2 separate regions of the Anas platyrhynchos genome follow, and region 2 is linked to region 1. Evidence: chromatin contacts called from public Hi-C data. All regions are on one chromosome and are shown on one strand. Each heading gives the region's core, a stretch centred on a gene start, on an enhancer-like site or on the middle of the called end of the contact. The rest is flanking DNA. Distances are from core to core; before and after follow the strand shown.

Region 1 (2,984 bases), core at 247-2,746:
AGACGCATGGTGTTCCCATCGGGCAGAGGAACAGCAGGAGCCTGCTATTTCTGTGACCCCCCCCTCCTCGTCCTCGCCGGGGACTGTCCCTGACGGCTCTCCCTGCACGCACTGGGTGGCACGGGGCATGCTGCTGGCACAGCCACAACACTATCCCCAGCTCGTGTGGGGCTGAGCAGCGTCCTGAATCCCCTGGAGGTGGTGGGGACCTCGGGGTGATCGTGGGATGGGGGCCACAGGAGATGGGAGAGGCACTGGGACACCACAGGAGGATGTCCTGGCAGACGGGAGGTGAGAAGACAAGAGCCAGAGGATGTTTTGCAGCAAAGCTTTATTGGGAGCAAAGGAAGAGGAAGGAGCTGGGTCTGCAGCCCAGCACCGACACTGGCCTGGGACCCCACGGGGCCACCCTCACTCCCAGCGCTTGCGCAGGCGGGTGAAGGTGTTGATGCCGACCCTGTGGGGACAGAGCAGGAGACGTCAGGCAGGAGGCACGGGGCCACCACATCGCTGCCAGGTCCCATACCTTTGCCCCGGGCTCACCTGGTGGCTTTCCAGTCGTCATCGATGCTGTTGACGTGTGACCGCAGGAGCCACATGGTCTTCAGGATCTCCTTGCCGTGCTCATCCACGAAGCACTGGCCCGTGAAGACGGTGGTGGAGTCTGCGGGGAAGGGCAGGTGAGGGGAGTGTGGCCAGGTCTGGGACTCCTTGGCCCTGGGGACAGCTCGCTCGGGGATGGTGGCGTTGGGGCAGGGAGGGATAAGGGGACGGGGGCTGCATGGAGATGGGCAGACAGCAGGGAGTTCAGCCCCAGCCCCTCCTTTGGGTCCTGGGACCAGGAGGTGGCTCTGGGGGCAGGGATGGGGACCCACTGCGGGCACAGCAGGGGATGGGGGAGACATCGGGGAGCCCAAAGGCAGGGATCATCAGGGATGCAGCAGGGAAGGGCAGGACAGCATCAGCGGTGGGGTTGGGGGCAGCACAAGGAGGGATGGGAAGCCCCGGGGACACCGCAGGGAGGCTGGGCGAGGAGAATAACCTGAAAAGCTCCACTTGACGGTGAAGCCGAAGGTGGGCTGGCTCTTCTGGTTGCTGCTGTGCTGGTTTCCCCTGAGCGGTGATATTTTGATCTCTTTTGTCGTGGCCGTCACAGCCGTGTGGTAGGTGCCGGTGAACTCACCATTGTTGTTCACAGCCCCGATGGTCATGTTGGAGCCCAGGTCGTTGATCCAGAGCCCGGTCAGCACGCACTGGGGCAGAGATCGCTCAGCACCGGGCAGGAGGCAGGCAAAGAGGCCCCCAAACCCATCCCCAAACCGTCCCCATCCCCTTACCTTCTCAGCAGAGAGGCCGGGGGCCAGCAGGGCCAGGCCGAGCAGCAGCAGGAGGGAGGTCGTCGGCACCATCTCTGCAGCAGGTGGATGAGCGGCTGTGCTCCTCGCAGGGCTCCCTCGCCTTTTTATTGCCGCGGGGTGCCAGCTCTGTCCAGGGTTGGGTTGTGCAATTTGGGGCGGTTCCACCTCGGCAGTTCCCAGCTGCAGGCACGGATTCCCAAAACCCGGTGTTGAAACTGTCCCTCCTTGCTGGCTTTTACAAAGAGCCCCGCGGGGAGGCTGGCTGCACAGAGGCTTAGCTGGGGAAAACCCCTTTCAGGGAGGATGCTCCCTTCTGCTGACCCTCGGCCACCTCGGGGCTGTGGCCAGGCAGCACATGCTGTGCCCAGCAGCATTTACACCAGCCCCCGCAGGGATGACAGCATCACAGCTCCAGCCCGCTCCTCCTCACCCAGCTCCATCATCCAAAACAAATTTGGACCAGAGCTGCTGCGAGGTTTCCCGGTGTGCAGCTCGCTCCCGGCTGCAGCCAAACACCGGGTGCAGCCCCAGGGGCTCACGCTCTCCCAAACCCCTTTTTAATAAAGTCTTTATTCATTTCTTAATAAGCAAAACCCCCCAGCCCTGAAAAAGCCATTAAGGAGCATGAAACCATCACGCCCTGGGTGCGCCAGCATACAGGTCTGCTGCCGTGTTGGCAGGTTAGAGGAAAAAGGCTGATTCTGAGAAGCAAGCATTCCTCGAATATCTTGGATGTCGTGTTCTAGTGCTGACAAATATTATTTTTATGGCGGGGTTTTCAAGTCGCTTTATTCATGTATTTTCATACTTCCGCTTTTGTTGCCGGCCGAGGAGGCTGACGTGACTCAGTTCATGCCAGATTTTCTCATATGTTCCTTAAAAACATCCAAGGTGACCTCTTAAAAAACAAGTATTACTTCCCCAGTCATCACCCACAGGCACAGAGAAAAAGAAAATAAATCCATTTCTTGTAAGGAACAGCTCAGAAATTCATCTCTGTTCTCCTTTTGTTTTAGCCTCACTTCTGAGCCCTGGTTTCTCTCAGCTGCAGGACTGACCCGTGCCCGTGCTGCTGGGCACCTCGCTGCCACCTCTCCGCAGAAGCCTGCGGACCCCTCGCTGCTCCCCCAGCATTGCACTTCCCAGCAGGACCAGTCTGGGGATTTAGGCTCTCGTGGCTCATTTCCCAATGATTTTCCAGCCCTTGGTCTCTCTGCTGCACACAAACACATGCCCCTGCTGTGACAGCAGCCGTGCCTTTCTTGGAAAAATTCTCGCTGCTGTGTTGACTTTGCTTTTATCTAGGAATCGGCTGCACCTCGAGGTAGGATTTCCTATTAAGCTGCTGGGTTTACTTTGGCTGCCCGGGCACAGCTCATTTACACCTGGATAGGTTTCGATCAGCAGAATAGAAACTCCAGCATCAGCACTATTTACCATTACTTTTCCTAGATTTAATAAACCTTAGCCTGGTCGCGTGCAGGAGCTGGTGCGCAGGGTCTGTGCGCTGAGCATCCTCCGACGTCCCCCAAACCGGGCAGCACGTGGCGAGCCCTGCGATTGAGTCAGCCTTGGGAAATATTTCTCCACAAACGGTGGAGAAAATGACTCCTCTCTGGAACCAAA
Region 2 (2,876 bases), core at 9-2,508, 130 kb before region 1:
TTACTAGGCTCATGCACATGACAACGTTGTTTCATATAAATGCTATGTATAATTTTATTAGAAAGAAATATTATTTTGATGTTAAGACATCAAGTTATAAGCAGAAGGATAATAAAGAGTTTGTTATTTTATTAATATTGGAAATATATTTAATGGAAACATTTGCAAGAGTGTGTAGTGATGGAAAAATACTGGTTGTTAATAGGTTTAACAAAGTCATAAAGCTTGGAAAATGTTCTTTTCAGCACTGTGCCAGGTACATACAGGATTAGTCTTTCTTGCAAAGCTGAAATACTGACACATAGAAATTGCTATATGGTCAGGGTAAACCAGGAAAAGGGTAGGAAAAGTGATTGTAAATGGAATTACAATAATCCCTGGAGTTATTGTTGGCATCACAGCTTGAGGAGCGTTCTTCCGAGAAGTATTTCAGAGTTAATATGTTAAGCCCCAGAGAAGCAATGGAAGATGAGGTGGGGTCCAAGAATTTGTTAATTTCACGTTAAAATCCATATGTTTGTTCCTATTACACATTCCAATAACCATACAGGCCATTTTATTTATATATGAAATACTAAAATATGTATAAAATGATTGTGATTTTATGATGTATTCTCAACAACAAAGATATTTTTTCTTATGCTGTTGGTAGTTGCTTTTGTTACACATCCTTTCGCTTGCGTACGAAAACACGGTGTGTTGGTTTTTTTGTTTGTGTTTTGTTTTTTGCCCTGGGAAGTGGTTGAGTCACCATCCTTGGAGGTCTTTAAAAGATGTTCAGATGTAGAGCTTAGTGATACGGGTTAGTGGAGGACTGGTTAGTGTTAGGTCAGAAGTTGGACTCAGTGATCTCGGAGGTCTCTTCCAACCTAGACGATTCTGTGATGCTGTGAGGAAACAAGTGGGAGGAATTAAGCTGCAGTTGAGGATTTGTTTTGGAGCTGGCCCATAGAGCCAGGCACGAGCAGGGCTGAGGGGGCATGAGGTGCCACAGGACACGGTGGGTTTGTGTGTGTGGAAACGGGGAAAAAGCGGGATAAACGTGAAGGCTTTGAACCCCCAGAGCCCCATCTCGGCCCTGTGATGGAAACAGGCACCGCCAGGTGGAGCATGGCGCCCGCCAGCTCCTCTTCCCCCCTCCTCAGAGCCCACCCCCTGGGCTGGGCGCTGCCTCAGAGGCGGAGACTGAAAATGGCGGCGGGTGCTCGGAACTACAACTCCCGCCATGCCCCATAGAGCCCCCCCACCCCTATAGGGACGCCATTACCCCTACAGGCGCGCAGCGTTCATCTCGTCAGAGGGCCGCGACGGGTCGGGCGGGCAGGCGGGCGGGATGCGGCTGTCGCTGGCGGCCGCCATCTCCCACGGGCGCCTGTACCGGCGCTTGGGGCCGAGCCCGCGGGCTCGCCTCGACCTCCTGCGCAACCTGGTGACGGCGCTGGTGCGGCACGAGCGGCTCGAGGCGCCCTGGGCGCGAGCCGACGAGATGCGGGGCTACGCCGAGAGGGTGAGGGGACGGGACGGGGATGGGGGGTGAGGGGGGCACACACCGGGCGTTATCAGGCGATAACGGGTGCTGTTTCCCCTCAGCTCATCGACTACGCCAAGCGGGGGGACACTGACGAGCGAGCTATGCGCATGGCGAATTTCTGGCTGACGGTAGGCACCCCCCTTCATCCCCTTCCCCTCCCTCCATCCCCTTCCCCTCCCTCCATCCCCTTCCCCTCCCTCCATCCCCTTCCCCTCCCTCCATCCCCTTCCCTTCCCTTCATCCCCTTCCCCTCCTCGTGCCCCTCATCCCCTTCGTGCCCTCCCCGCTCCCTTTTTGTGTCCCCCTCCCGCTCCCTTTTGTCCCCCTCTCAGTCCCAGAGCTGACCGTGCCGCCCCGCAGGAGAAGGACCTGATCCACAAGCTGTTCAAGGTGCTGGCGCCCCGCTTCCAGCCTCACCCCGGCAGCTACACCCGCCTGCTGCAAATCCCCAACCGCGACAGCACGGACCGCGCCAAGATGGCAGTCATCGAGCTGAAGGGGAACCCCTACCCGCCGCTCGTCCGCCCGCGCCGCGACAGCGACAAGACACTGCTCAACCAGCTGCTGAAGGGCTACAGGGAGGACAGCCGGAGGCAGGCAGCCCCCCAGCTGCCCGAGGGCACGCCGCTGTAGGCAGCACGCTGTGCCCTGAGTGGCACCCCCTACACACACACACACACTGGAGCAGAAGATGTCCCAAGAGGTTGCAGGGGTTATTCCGAGCCTTAAATTGTCACAACAGCAGCACAAGCTGGAGGTTTACTTGCCCCTTCCTGTGCTTTCATACTCAGCAAGGGAAGGAAATCAAGCTGGGAGCCCTAATGGTTGATACTTGCTGTGTAAATAAACTGTTTAGAAAGTGACTTTGCTTCTGTTTGAATTATATTGCTCTGTACATGCGTTAATCTTCCCCCAAAACTGAGTTTATTACATCTTCTGTTCCTACACACTGGGATAGTGTCTCCGCTGTGATAGAACTGAAGTGTCCTCTAGAAGCCAGTGTGCAGACCTTCAGGGCTGCAAATACAGTGGAAACGCAGCCTGGTTGTATTGTTGCTGCAGAGCTGAATACAAATTAGGATAGTACCACTGAAACAAGTTTTAAAAGCAGCAGCACCAATTAGACTTGTGTTGTTAGGTTGGCAACATGGACAGAAATAAATTGTCACTTTTGAGCTTAGTAAGACACCTTAGCCCTCAGGTACAGAGTTGTAAGAAATCTCTGTATTGTGCTCTTAGAGCAAAAAATTGTTAGCAGCAGAACTTCTCAAGAGAATGATGCAAAAGCAGATATGAAACTTAAAGTGCTGGCTTTGTCTGATTTGTTCTTGACAGTTGTAGCTGG

What was found. A called contact is a pair of places that touch in the nucleus more often than the background predicts.
Region 2: a contact with region 1 is called in a Hi-C map of subcutaneous adipose tissue, with 3 times the contacts expected there. The contact joins the promoter of MRPL17 here to the promoter of LOC113840231 in region 1. A contact is called at or near these places in 2 of 8 Hi-C or Micro-C datasets (liver and subcutaneous adipose tissue).

What each region holds. Positions count from the first base shown.
Region 1 is chrZ:10,795,451-10,798,434 of IASCAAS_PekinDuck_T2T, reverse strand. LOC113840231 (avidin-like) reads right to left here and starts at 1,496. Exons shown (of 4, transcript XM_027446837.2): 1 at 1,338-1,496; 2 at 1,043-1,253; 3 at 544-664; 4 at 315-457. The coding sequence starts at 1,409. The coding sequence ends at 412.
Region 2 is chrZ:10,924,390-10,927,265 of IASCAAS_PekinDuck_T2T, reverse strand. It overlaps MRPL17 (mitochondrial ribosomal protein L17), which reads left to right and starts at 1,258. Exons shown (of 3, transcript XM_027446381.3): 1 at 1,258-1,507; 2 at 1,591-1,659; 3 at 1,892-2,394. The coding sequence starts at 1,334. The coding sequence ends at 2,164.